Regions from separate parts of the Mus musculus genome. Here regions 2, 3 and 4 are each linked to region 1. A link is a contact called in public Hi-C and HiChIP or PLAC-seq data. All regions are on one chromosome and are shown on one strand. The core of a region is the stretch at or near the end of the contact, and the rest is flanking DNA. Distances in the headings are between cores, read along the strand shown. Region 1 has its middle 73 kb from the start of Slc25a24. Region 2 overlaps Vav3 (vav 3 oncogene). Region 3 overlaps Vav3 (vav 3 oncogene). Region 4 holds the start of Vav3 (vav 3 oncogene).

Region 1 (2,799 bases), core at 95-2,594:
ACTGTGGATATGACTGTCTGGTTCAGCTTCCTGCCATCGTGATGAACTGTTACCTGGAATTGTGACTTCTCCCCTTTGATGAACTTTTAGCTGGAATTGTGAGCTAAAATACTTACTCCTCCAAGTTGCTTTAGTCAGAGTGTTTTATCACAGCAAAAGGAAACAAAACTAGGACACCCAGAGTCCCCTGTGCTAAAGTACCTCTGCTTGCTCCCCGCAGGGCACTTCACTCAGCATCCAAGTCACACCACATCATCTAAACATGCCTGGTACCTAAGCTGCCTGTGAGGCAACTAATATTCTAAACGCAAGATTCTGATAGTCTTCAAAACTTGAATTTCTTCAAAGCAAAAGGAAATGTTGTAGTTTTAACAATGGTGTAAAAAAAATGGTTTATTGATGGCATGACTAAACGAATTGCTAGTAAAGAATGGTTAATCGATAAAATATTATAAAATCACCCCACTTAAACCACAGATTTTCACTGGATGAAAGTAGCCACATAACCTGATGGTATAGATTGTATCACAAGTGTTATTTTGACCCCGTTTCAAAGAAAATTATGAAAAGATTCAGTGGATCCATAATGCTCTAGAAGCCTTTCAATGATTTTTTTTTCTGTCAAAAAAAGTCCTTGAATATATACTAAAAATATCCACTAAAAGTGTTACAGAAAAGCCAAACTGATAAACATTTGGTATTTCTGGTTCTTTTCACCAAAGTTGTAGCCCAGTGTAGACACTAGATCCATACTCTTTCTGCCTGATCACATTTATCATCACCAAAGATCACATGGAGAGGAGAAGAGGGAGGAGAAAGATAACGATTTGCAAAACTAGGTGGTGAGATCTAGAAATAATCTTATGTTTATTATGTCTTAATTTCCCTTAGTTACGGTGAACAATTAGATGAATTCAGGATAGGCAAGAAGTGAAGTAAAGAGAAGTCTACTGATCTACATAGGAGTGAGAGTTTTGTGGGGAAGCAATATAAGAACAGAAAAGAAGCTGAGGGGGCACAAGAAATGATGGGATTTCCAGCCAATTTTATTTCGATTCCTTAAACATGTCTTCTTACATCACAACAACCAAGGTGAACTGAGAAACTTAATGCAAAAGGATAAGTATAGCCAGTTCCTTGTTACTAGCTAGTAATCATGACAACCTAGTTATCTATAACTAAGCATCTTATCTATTTCCCACATCAGTTTGGTACAGTTGTGCATTTTTAAATGAATACTGTTTTCTGAGTGTGTTTTATTTCTTCTACTATAAAAAGGGAAATGAGATGTGGGTTTCCGTGTGTCATCTCAGCATTAGTCACCTTAAACAACCTTCCCAAATGAATCATCTAAAACGCAAAATGAAACATGCAGTTCTAAAGAACTGCTATGAATCCATCCCAGAGATGGTACAAAGGAAGTTCAAGTCTGAGCTGAGAACAAGAACCTGCCAAGGGAAGCAGAGACCAAACCCTGCAGGAAGTTTGCAATGCCCTGGAGGCAAAGAGTGTAAAACTCACAATGCCCAGGAAAGGAAAGCAAACCCCAGATCCTTCAAAACACAGAGAATCACACAGAGAGACCTGCACACAAGGGAAATCTCAACCAGGCTCAGAATAAAGAAGATGAGGAACAAATGCCTCCTTCTCTGCAGAAAGAGACCGTGTGCCTGTACCTGGCATTGGCACAAAGAGGAAATCTAGCCTCTCTCCTGAGATTTCACAGCCTCTGAGGATCACAGTCTAAATTCACCCAAACTTTATGACCCAGGATCTCACAAAGAAAATGCGAGGTCTCTCCAAGGACTTCCTCAAGGGGAGTGATGGCAGTGAGGTGGAGTTACCGAAACTTCCAAACTCACCCTGAAAACCCAAGCCAACAACCTAAAATGCTTCTGACTCTCTTCCAGACACTGACCGGAACCTCGGGATGCTTTCTTTAGTACTTTGGCTCTTTCTTCTTTCTCTGAAGTTTCCCCTCCCATCATGTGGCTGCTTGTCTGCCATGTGTCTGACCTCCATGTCCACTTAAATAGATTTCTTTTCTTCTGTCCTCCATTCCCATCTTCCTGGAAGATGTACAATTTGCCTGCCTTGCAGGAGTTTTTCTCTTCTAAAAGCTAATAAAATTGTCCTTCATCTTTTTTTTTTAAAGTTGACAAATACTCAACACCACCAAAAGACTCACTCAAATGGAACTTGGAAAGTAACCCTGAGGACAACTGGAGGGGCAGAGAGAAAGCCTCAGACTAGTCAACTAGTGTGGTACAACTCCTGCTGTACTACACTTGTCCCCATCACTTCCAATATTAAAGATTTACCTGGATTTTCCTCCAGTGCCTCCCACTAGCAAACCAAGTAGTTGGCTGACGTAGGAACTTAGGAAACAAGGTTTCTGATATCCACTTCTTGCATTATATGGTAAGGAAAAGAAGGAACAAAGATAAGTCCATGTCACTTAGACAAATGACCAGGGCACCCTTAGTTTTTCCTTTGCTATGATCAGAGAAGTTCTTAGCATGGAAAAATTATGAACATGGTCTCTGTTGACCTTAAATGAACCCGTGACAGTGTGTTTAAACCATCAAATATTTAAAAGAATGTGATCCTTTCATCCAAACTAGGTCGACTTTGGTGGACACAAAAAATTGGTCCCAGAAGTGGGATTCTGCTGCAGCAAAAAATCCCAGAAGATATGGCACTGGCTTAGAGGTCTGTGGGTCAGGAAAAGAGAAGCCATACTCAGAGGCTGAAATGGTCTTTCATTTTTGGCAACAAGAAGCATTGAGTAAAGCAGTC
Region 2 (2,799 bases), core at 110-2,609, 220 kb before region 1:
GTTTGCTGGATCCCAACAAAGTCACTCGTGTGCTCTTGCTTTTCCAGCAATTCACTAGCCTGATTACTCTGTTTAATACCTGGTTTTAGCCAACTGTTTTTGAATGCCTGCAATATCATAGATACTGGAAAAGCTAAAAGGCTCTGCTTTAAGCGTTTCTAGTAATACTCCTGGGAGATCTTCATAGTGCTTCAAAATTTGGCTGAAAGCACTAGGCTCTGCATGCACTCTGGACTCCCAAGTGTTCTGCTGTGGGCAAAAACAGGAGCAGAGTGGAGGGACAGAGGAAGGGGGCTGTGGCATCATTATGGAGGTCCCAAACACAGCTGAGCCCACCAGACACCCTGCTCCTTCACGTATTCACTCCTTTGATTCTATTCAGTTTCCAGTTTAAGAAATCCAGCACAAAGGCTGAAAGAATAATATACCTACACCGTGTACTTCCACCTATTCCACACTCACAACAGCTCTGTGTGTGCTTTCGTGTGCATGGCCGTTACCGCAAAAAACATTCTGTCTGTGCTGTGAAAAGGAGGGTGCAGACAGGGGTATTCCCTCCTAAATCACTCAGCATGTGTCTCTTAGAGGTTAGAATGTTCCCCTGTGTACCAATAACATCAGGACACATAAAAAAACCACTTCTCATATTATTTTCAGACTTGATTTTAAAGAGAATTAGCAATTAATGCCTATTAGCTATTCAAATTTCTACCATTCCAACCTCAATCTCTTTTTATAACGTTTTCACCCAAGCTAAGATCTACTCCAGTGGTTTCCAAAGCAATTTATTTTTAATTTTTTTCAAAAACAATTTTATTAGATATTTTATTCATTTACATTTCAAATGCTATCCCAAAAGTTCCCTATACCCTCGCCATTCCATGCTCGCCAGCCCACCCACTCCCACTTCCTGGCCCTGGCATTCCCCTGTACTGGGGCATATAATCTTCGCAAGGCCAAGGGCCTCTCCTCTCATTGATGTTCCACAAGGCCATTCTCTGCTACATATGCAGCTAGAGATATGAGCTCTGGGGTTACTGGTTAGTTCATATTGTTGTTCCTCCTATAGGGTTGCAGACCCCTTCAACTACTTGAGTAATTTCTTTACCTCCTCCATTGGGGGCCCTGTGTTCCATCCAATAGGTGACTGTGAGCATCCACTTCTGTATTTGCCAAGCAGGGGCATAGCCTCAAAAGAGATAGCTACATCAAGGTGCTGTCAGCAAAATCTTGCTGGCATATGCAGTAGTGTTTGGGTTTGGTGGCTGTTTATGGGATGGATCCCTGGGTAGGGCAGTCTCTTGATGGTCCTTCATTCCGTCTCAGCTCCACACATTGTCTATGTAACTCCTTCCATGGGTATTTTGTGCCCAGTCATAGGAGGAACAAATTATCCACACTTTGGACTTCCTTCTTCTTGAGTTTCATGTGTTTTGTGAATTGTATCTTGGGTATTCTAACTTTCTGAGCTAATATCCACTTATCAGTGAGTGCATATCAAGTGACTTCTTTTGTGATTGGGTTACCTCACTCAGGATGATATCCTCAGATCCATCCATTTGCCTAAGAATATCATAAATTCATTGTTTTTAATAGCTGCTTAGTACTCCATTCTGTAAATGTACTACATTTTCTGTATCCATTCTTCTGTTGAAGGACAGCTGGGTTCTTTCCAGCTTATGGCTATTATAAATAAGGCTATTATGAACATAGTGGAGCTTGTGTTCTTATTACAAGTTGGAATATCTTCTGGGTATATGCCCAGGAGAGGTATTGCAGGATCCTCCAGTAGTACTATGTTAAATTTTCTGAGGAACCACCAGACTGATTTCCAGAGTGGTTGTACCAGCTTGCAATCCCAACAGCAATGGAGGAGTGTTCCTCTTTCACCACATCCTCAACAGCATCTGCTGTCACCTGAATTTTTGATCTTAGCAATTCTGACTGGTGTGAGGTGGAATCTCAGGGTTGTTTTGATTTGCATTTCCCTGATGATTAAGGATGTTGAACATTTTTCAGGTGCTTCTCAGACATTTGGTATTCCTCAGTTGAAAATTCTTAGCCGGGCGGTGGTGGTGCATGCCTTTAATGCCAGCACTTGGGAGGCAGAGGCAGGCAGATTTATGAGTTCGAGGCCAGCCTGGTCTACAAAGTGAGTTCCAGGACACCCAGGGCTATACAGAGAAACACTGTCTCAGAAAGAAAGAAAGAAAGAAAGGAAGGAAGGAAGGAAGGAAGGAAGGAAGGAAGGAAGGAAGGAAGGAAGGAAGGAAGGAAAAAAAGAAAAAAAGAAAAGAAAAAGAAAATTCTTTGTTTAGCTCTGTACCTCATTTTTAATAGGGTTATTTGATTTTCTGGAGTCCAGATTCTTGAGTTATTTGTGTATATTGGATATTAGTCCCCTATCTGATTTAGGATTGGTGAAGATCCTTTCCCAATCTGTTGGTGGCCTTTTTGTCTTATTGACAGTGTCTTTTGCCTTACAAAAGCTTTGCAATTTTATGAGGTCCCATTTGTTAATTCTCAATCTTACAGCACAAGCCAATGCTGTTCTGTTCAGGAATTTTCCCCTGTGCCCATATCTTTGAGGCTTTTCTCCACTTTCTCCTCTATAAGTTTCAGTGTCTCTGGTTTTATGTGGAGTTCCTTGATCCACTTAGACTTGGGCTTTGTACAAGGAGATAAGAGTGGATAAATTTGAATTCTTCTACAGGATAACTGCCAGTTGTGCCAGCACCATTTGTTGAAAATGCTGGCTTTTTCCCTCTGGATGGATTTAGCTCCTTTGTCAAAGATCAA
Region 3 (2,799 bases), core at 225-2,724, 190 kb before region 1:
TCAAGAACATGAGCACAATCCTGTCTTTGTTGAGTCCATACTGTCTATGGTCTAAATCTATTTTTAATGCTTTAAATTTTTAATCATGTTTAAAATGGCTTGGCAGCCGAATGTATAAACCAAAAGCAAAGGAAATGTTTAGGAAGACTTCCACAAGCTAATGTTCCCTGGGGAAACGTGAGAAGGTCACAGATATCAAATCCTGACACCGAATATGCCTCAGCCGAAGTCTGAACACACAGTTTGATGCTCCTCAAATGTCTGAGTTCAGGGCGTATACAAAATTAAGAGTCTGAAATGAAATCACACTGCTTACCAAAACCAAAATCTGCATGCTCTAATTTATGATCAGATAATTGAAGCAATGCGTTCCCAACCTGAAATAAAAAAGCCAATTTATGCCACCAACAGAACAGAATTCATTCAACCTGAGGACTGAATACATTTCCAAGGCTCTGTTCCATGAAATTTCAACAATGCTGGTATATATGTACACAAAAGGATCTGCCTTTCTCAAAACAAGGATGTTTGAGAGCTCTAGCTCCACTCTGGCAACACTCACCCACCTATACACAGAAACCTCCAGCGGAGTGAAAAGAGGTACCATTAAAATGTTTAAATGCCACACCTAGGCTTCTTAGGATGTTTAGGCCTTTGGACTATTTTTGCATAATAAACGTAAATGTCTACTTGTTTATATACTCCTCATAAAAGTGACAGATGATAGGTGAGGGGAAGTAGCTGACTGGGAATGGAATCTCAGCAGATGAGAGAGACACTTGGCAATTGTGCCAGCAGATCCAGACAGAAGCATACTCATAGAGCAATTCAGTGGACATCTGGCACAAAACAGAGAGGGAGGAGAGAGAAATATGCATTATTGGGTACTGGGCCAGCCCATTAGAGTTCACAGCCTGGTAGCTCCTGTGACTCCAGTCCTTCCGGTAGAAATCAGGTGTCATTAGGTCCATCTCCAAAGATGTGATTGACAGGTAAATTATTTGTGTCCTGATGCTATCACCGTGGAAGGAATTAAACAGTCTACTCCCATGACTTGAGTGTGAGAAGAAAGCTCACGTGCATAAAAATGTTCTGCAGCCTGTCACCTACTCACAAATGGCCGGTGTCTCTGCTCTAAGAGAAAGGGTCTCACCTCCTCCAGTTGTTCTTCTCCACAGTGCTCTATGACTTGTGAAACACAAGGGATCTGAGATACAACAACCAAACGCAACCTCAATCATTCAAGTTACTTCAGCCAAATGCTCCACACTGACTTAGCAAGGACACGGGCCATCACACAGTGCTAGACACTTCGAGGAGAGAAAGGGAAGGTGGGACCTGGTATTTGCTCTGTCAGAGAAGTGTCTCAGCAGGAACTGAGACATGAAGATGAGCTCACAGGAGCAGCAGCGAGGCACAGAACCACAAGTGACTGTGGGCTAAGTGTGTAGGTGAGACATTAAAAAGTAAAGGAAGGGGGTGTTTCCAAGTGTAACTGACAGAAAGTGTATGAAGTGCAGAGCAGAGCTAGACACCAGCACTGAAGAGGCAGCGGTGTTCCTGGAGACCCAACAAGGACCATCTTCAATATCGAGTGAGGAAAGAAGCATAAACTCTTCAGACCACAGGGGCTGCACACACCAAGAAACACTCCTTAAACATCATCCAACAAGCTGAAACTGTGCCTAGATAGATCTAAAGGACTTAGCAAAATACCACCACAGAAACATTTGACGGTGATAAAATCCTCGCAAAGAAACAGAAACTGAGGCAGATGAGAAAGGTTACATGATATGCTAAATCTCAATCAGCAGTCGGCTCATTTCCTAATCTTAAGTGCCCTGGTTATAACGCAACAGAAAAGACCCCTGAATTAGGAGGTTGAGTTTCTCCTAAGCCGAGCTTGGCATGGCTACGTCTGACACCACCACATCGCTGAGGCCACAGATGTCTCAGATGAACCACTTGGAGGATGGAACGGGTCCCCTCCAGTGTAAACCAGGGTGACTTTAAATCACATTCTTCAGTCTTGTCCTCAATCAGGTAAAACCATCCTTCTTCATAGTTAGGTTTTCTTCCCTTTTCTGCTTTTCCTTTGAGGCCTAAATATAGAGGAAGCTTCCAGAACCTTCCAGCAGTATATAAATGTTAACCAAGGGAGAATTACACCACACATTGTTCCAGTTGATGAGCTTCCCAAGGGCAAGGGCTCTCTCATTGCAAATGCAAAGGCGCAGTCCCTGGCATACACGGGAATGCAGTAAGTCTTTGATATTTAATGAGCATCAAATGCAATGCAATCCATCACTGAAGAGCACCCATGGCATTATATGTTGTCCATTTCCTCGGTCCTGGAATTTGGATTGGCAAAAAGAAAAAGTAGGAAGGCTTTCTGCCTTTATGCTCTATGGCCTATGAGAAACTACAACTGTAGGGGGAAACATGGCAAAAAGGAATCCCAAGGGCACTGAGGAGGGAGTGTCCGACCTGGTCTAGAAGGTCAGAAAGACAGCATCAAGTCAAGCATCTATAACTCTCCAGAATAACACAGAGTGCTAATAATTCAGTATCCATTGCTATAAATGAGGTAATTTTTAAAATGTTACTTCAAATAACCCATTGAAAAGGTTACTTCACAAAAAGCTCAAAAAATAAATTCAAGTAATATTAAATGAGTACAGCCTATCAGAGAGGGAAATTAACTTTTACTATCAAAGCCTTAACTACTATAAGCAAATCTACATAGTTTCAGGTTTTTTTCTTTACAAAGGATCAGGTAGTTAAAGAACAATGTATGTG
Region 4 (2,799 bases), core at 85-2,584, 140 kb before region 1:
TGGATTTTAATCAGAACCCTCAAAGAGGTATCTCCAAGCTAAGGCCACAGAAGCCCAAGTGCCTCCAAGCTACCTGATCGCAAGACCCAATGAAAAAAAGCAGAGTCTCCAGCAAAACTTCTCACTTCCTGCCACCGGTGAGGGAGGCTGGGCTGGCTCCCCTTACGTTTTCAGACAAGCTATAAACACAACCTTCCAGTTTGCTAACAGGCCACGGGCTTAGGGGGCGGGGTGGGGAACTTCAGGAAGGCTCTCTGTGTCCCTCTTGGTTTATTTCCTCTGAGCAGATAACGGTACCAAACGCCCTCCACTTCCTAGAGTCCTCATCTATGGCACAGTTCCTCTTTCCAGAACGTGAGGACCAAATGAAAGCAAAAAATAAGTCAAAGCAAAATTAACCCCACCGCTTCATCTCATCCCTTCTCATTGTTATTTTAGAGCCGACTCCCTCTTTGTTATCACACACACACACACACACACACACACACACGGGGGGGGGGGGCAGAAAGGTGAAACGCGCCCTAGGATAACTTATTTCTTCCCGCCTCCCAGAAACCTTTAGGATTCCATACACCATCTCCCGACGCAAGGCTTTATTAGTTCTGCTTAGAAGCTAAGTCATTTCAAGGCAAGTGAGGAAAAGCCCCCAAGCTGAGAACTGAGAGGCAGGGCAAAGCGGAGCGCACCTAGATGTTTGCATTTACACAAAGAAATTATCCGGATGATTAATGGGAGCCTCTGACGGGCAGCGGGGTCGCGGGGTGGCCTCCATACCTGGGACATCTGGGGCCTCAGGTTGATCTCCTTCAGATTGATGGAGTGTGGCCGCAGGTTGTTGAGCAGCTGGCAGAGCAGGACTCCATCGCGAAGGGTCTGCGCCAGGTCGAACACCTGCGCCGAGTCCCAGGTCACCCGATGGTTGGGGGGCAGCACCTTGCTGTGGATGAGCCACTGAGCGCACTGCTTCCACGGCTCCATGTCCGACGGCTCCCGGACCCGGCCCGGCCGGGGCGGGCAGCGACTCTGAGGTGGCCGCCGCGGAGCGTCAGAGCCCCGCCGACGCCAGTCGCGCTGATGGCCCCTGGTTCGCTTTGCCTTTCTGGAGCGGGCGCCGCTGCCGGCGGCTCGGGGACGCCGCGTGGGACTCGCCTCGGGTCCCCGCCCGGATGCGCCGCGGCCCGGCCGCCGCTGCAGCAGCGAGTGCCGCGCGCTCTCGGTGCGCCCCGGCCGGCTCCGCTGAGCACTGGCTTCCGACTGGCGAGCCTGGCGCCCCGCGACTGAGCATGCCCAGCGCGCCTGGCCGGTCTGTGCGGTCCGCGAGTCCCCGGAGGCGCGGGTGCGAGCGTGCCCGCCGCCCTGGCTGGGGGTCCGGGGCTGAGGGCGGGGCGGCTGGGGGGAGGAGCGGGCCGAGTTGGGGCGGCGGCCACAAAGGGGATCCCGGCGCCCCCGCCCGCCCGTGAACCCTCGGATGAGTGGAGCTTGCACAACCCCGGGGCGTCCAGGGATTAGCCCATCGGCGCGGCTTCCTAGGAAGTGTGGCTGAACACTGAGATTCGCAGGGGTGTCCCCGGGGACACCCTGAACAATGAATGCGATTTAAATTAAGAGGGTCTCAGAGGAGCCAAGGCTTAACTGGGACACAGGGAGCCTGGAGAAATGAGATGTGCACTACGCGCAGCTGGAGAACGCAGCATGGAAAGTTTGTGATCGGCCCCTGGTCCCGCCTCCTCCAGGTCCATCCTCAGCCCCTTCCTGAAAGTCAGTTTCTTCTGAGAATGTTTTGACACCTTGAAAGTGCGTGACGTGGGGACAATTGCAGCTTCAGCCTAGGTAGAGGGAAAGAAGTAGGTTTTGCATATCTCCCAGGCTTGGAACTGTTCACTAAAGCAGTCCAGCGCCTTTTGCTGATCTTCAAAATCCTGCCTGAGAAAAAAAGAAAACTGGCCGGTGACACAGAGGCAAGAGCGCGCATGCGTCAGTGACTTGCCACCAGGTTTGAGCTCAAATCGCTTCAGTACCGAGACACTGAGAGACTGGGTCAGCATATTTGGAGAACCCTGGGGAAAATTGGAAAGTTCCCCCCCACACACACCCACACATGTCAACTCTGTCATACTGAGGCAAGGTTCTCCCTGTCTTTTTTATTCCCACTGCCCTACAAAGCCGAAAAGGGTGTATAAGCTTTTTGTAGTAATATATTATTTCACTGAACTCTGACAACTCCCTGTAAATGCCCTCTTCGCTAGTCTTTTTTTTTTTTTAATTGAAATCTAGTTTGGTGGGATTTTATATCTGTTGTTGCTGCTGCTGCTGCTGCTGCTGCTGCTGCTGCTGCTGTTTCATTAGATATTTGTAGCTCAAATTTTCGATTGTGGATCTTATTGATTTTATAAACAGGACAAAACGTAACTTTTAAAAAGTACATGATCTGTTGGGACAGAAGTTCGCTTCTTTTATGCGTGACTGTAGCAAGCGTGGCCTGCTGTGTACACAACCAGCCTTAAACAATAATAAATCAGCCTAAGGATTTCCTTTCCTCGCATGCATCCGTCCCCAGCAACTTCCTCTGTGCACACTGTGGAGTCCATCAATAGCACAATGTTTCCTAGACCATAATAGGTTTGAAAGCCTGAAACTACAGGAGGATCAATCCTTAGCAATACTGTATCACCGAAACTGTAAAGTGCATCCTAGGCACGAAGATTATCAACAGCAGTGTTGCAATAAAATAGAACATTATAATCATAAATCGTGAAAGAATGTATAAAATATATATACTTTTTCTTTCTGGAATTTTCC

The links. Hi-C and Micro-C count contacts between places; a contact is called where the count stands out from the background. HiChIP or PLAC-seq counts read pairs in DNA pulled down with a chosen protein or histone mark.
Region 2: a contact with region 1 is called in a Hi-C map of bone marrow-derived macrophages, with 28 read pairs. The contact joins two enhancer-like sites. A contact is called at or near these places in 3 of 484 Hi-C or Micro-C datasets (bone marrow-derived macrophages, nephron progenitors and trophoblast stem cells) and 1 of 9 other capture datasets (embryonic stem cells).
Region 3: a BATF HiChIP or PLAC-seq map of CD8 T cells shows a contact between it and region 1, with 6 read pairs. The contact joins two enhancer-like sites. A contact is called at or near these places in 1 of 15 datasets of contacts at CTCF or cohesin (the NIH/3T3 cell line), 3 of 484 Hi-C or Micro-C datasets (the Ba/F3 cell line, conventional dendritic cells and nephron progenitors) and 1 of 115 datasets of contacts at active chromatin or transcription factors (CD8 T cells).
Region 4: a contact with region 1 is called in an H3K4me3 HiChIP or PLAC-seq map of bone marrow-derived macrophages, with 8 times the contacts expected there. The contact joins the promoter of Vav3 here to the enhancer-like site in region 1. A contact is called at or near these places in 14 of 39 promoter capture datasets (the 3T3-L1 cell line, 3T3-L1-derived adipocytes, the HPC-7 cell line and 10 more), 1 of 15 datasets of contacts at CTCF or cohesin (CD8 T cells), 10 of 484 Hi-C or Micro-C datasets (Th2 cells, bone marrow-derived macrophages, cerebellar granule neurons and 6 more), 14 of 115 datasets of contacts at active chromatin or transcription factors (CD8 T cells, acute myeloid leukemia, bone marrow-derived macrophages and 8 more) and 3 of 9 other capture datasets (adipose tissue, embryonic stem cells and liver).

Annotation. Positions count from the first base shown.
Region 1 is chr3:109,194,921-109,197,719 of GRCm38.p6, reverse strand. No RefSeq gene overlaps it. Among named protein-coding and RNA genes, the nearest start is that of Slc25a24, 73 kb to the right of the region's middle. Within about 2 kb of position 1,344, at least 31 of the 459 cell types and tissues checked have an H3K27ac peak or open chromatin away from gene starts, as enhancers often do. A contact at or near this core is called in CD8 T cells, the HPC-7 cell line, Th2 cells and 1 more, where this site is marked.
Region 2 is chr3:109,418,076-109,420,874 of GRCm38.p6, reverse strand. The region is part of intron 1 of Vav3 (vav 3 oncogene); the gene reads right to left. Among named protein-coding and RNA genes, the nearest start is that of Vav3, 79 kb to the right of the region's middle. Within about 2 kb of position 1,359, at least 5 of the 459 cell types and tissues checked have an H3K27ac peak or open chromatin away from gene starts, as enhancers often do. A contact at or near this core is called in bone marrow-derived macrophages, where this site is marked.
Region 3 is chr3:109,383,071-109,385,869 of GRCm38.p6, reverse strand. The region is part of intron 1 of Vav3 (vav 3 oncogene); the gene reads right to left. Among named protein-coding and RNA genes, the nearest start is that of Vav3, 44 kb to the right of the region's middle. Within about 2 kb of position 1,474, at least 10 of the 459 cell types and tissues checked have an H3K27ac peak or open chromatin away from gene starts, as enhancers often do. A contact at or near this core is called in CD8 T cells, where this site is marked.
Region 4 is chr3:109,339,218-109,342,016 of GRCm38.p6, reverse strand. It overlaps Vav3 (vav 3 oncogene), which reads right to left and starts at 1,334. Exons shown (of 27, transcript NM_020505.2): 1 at 775-1,334. The coding sequence starts at 978.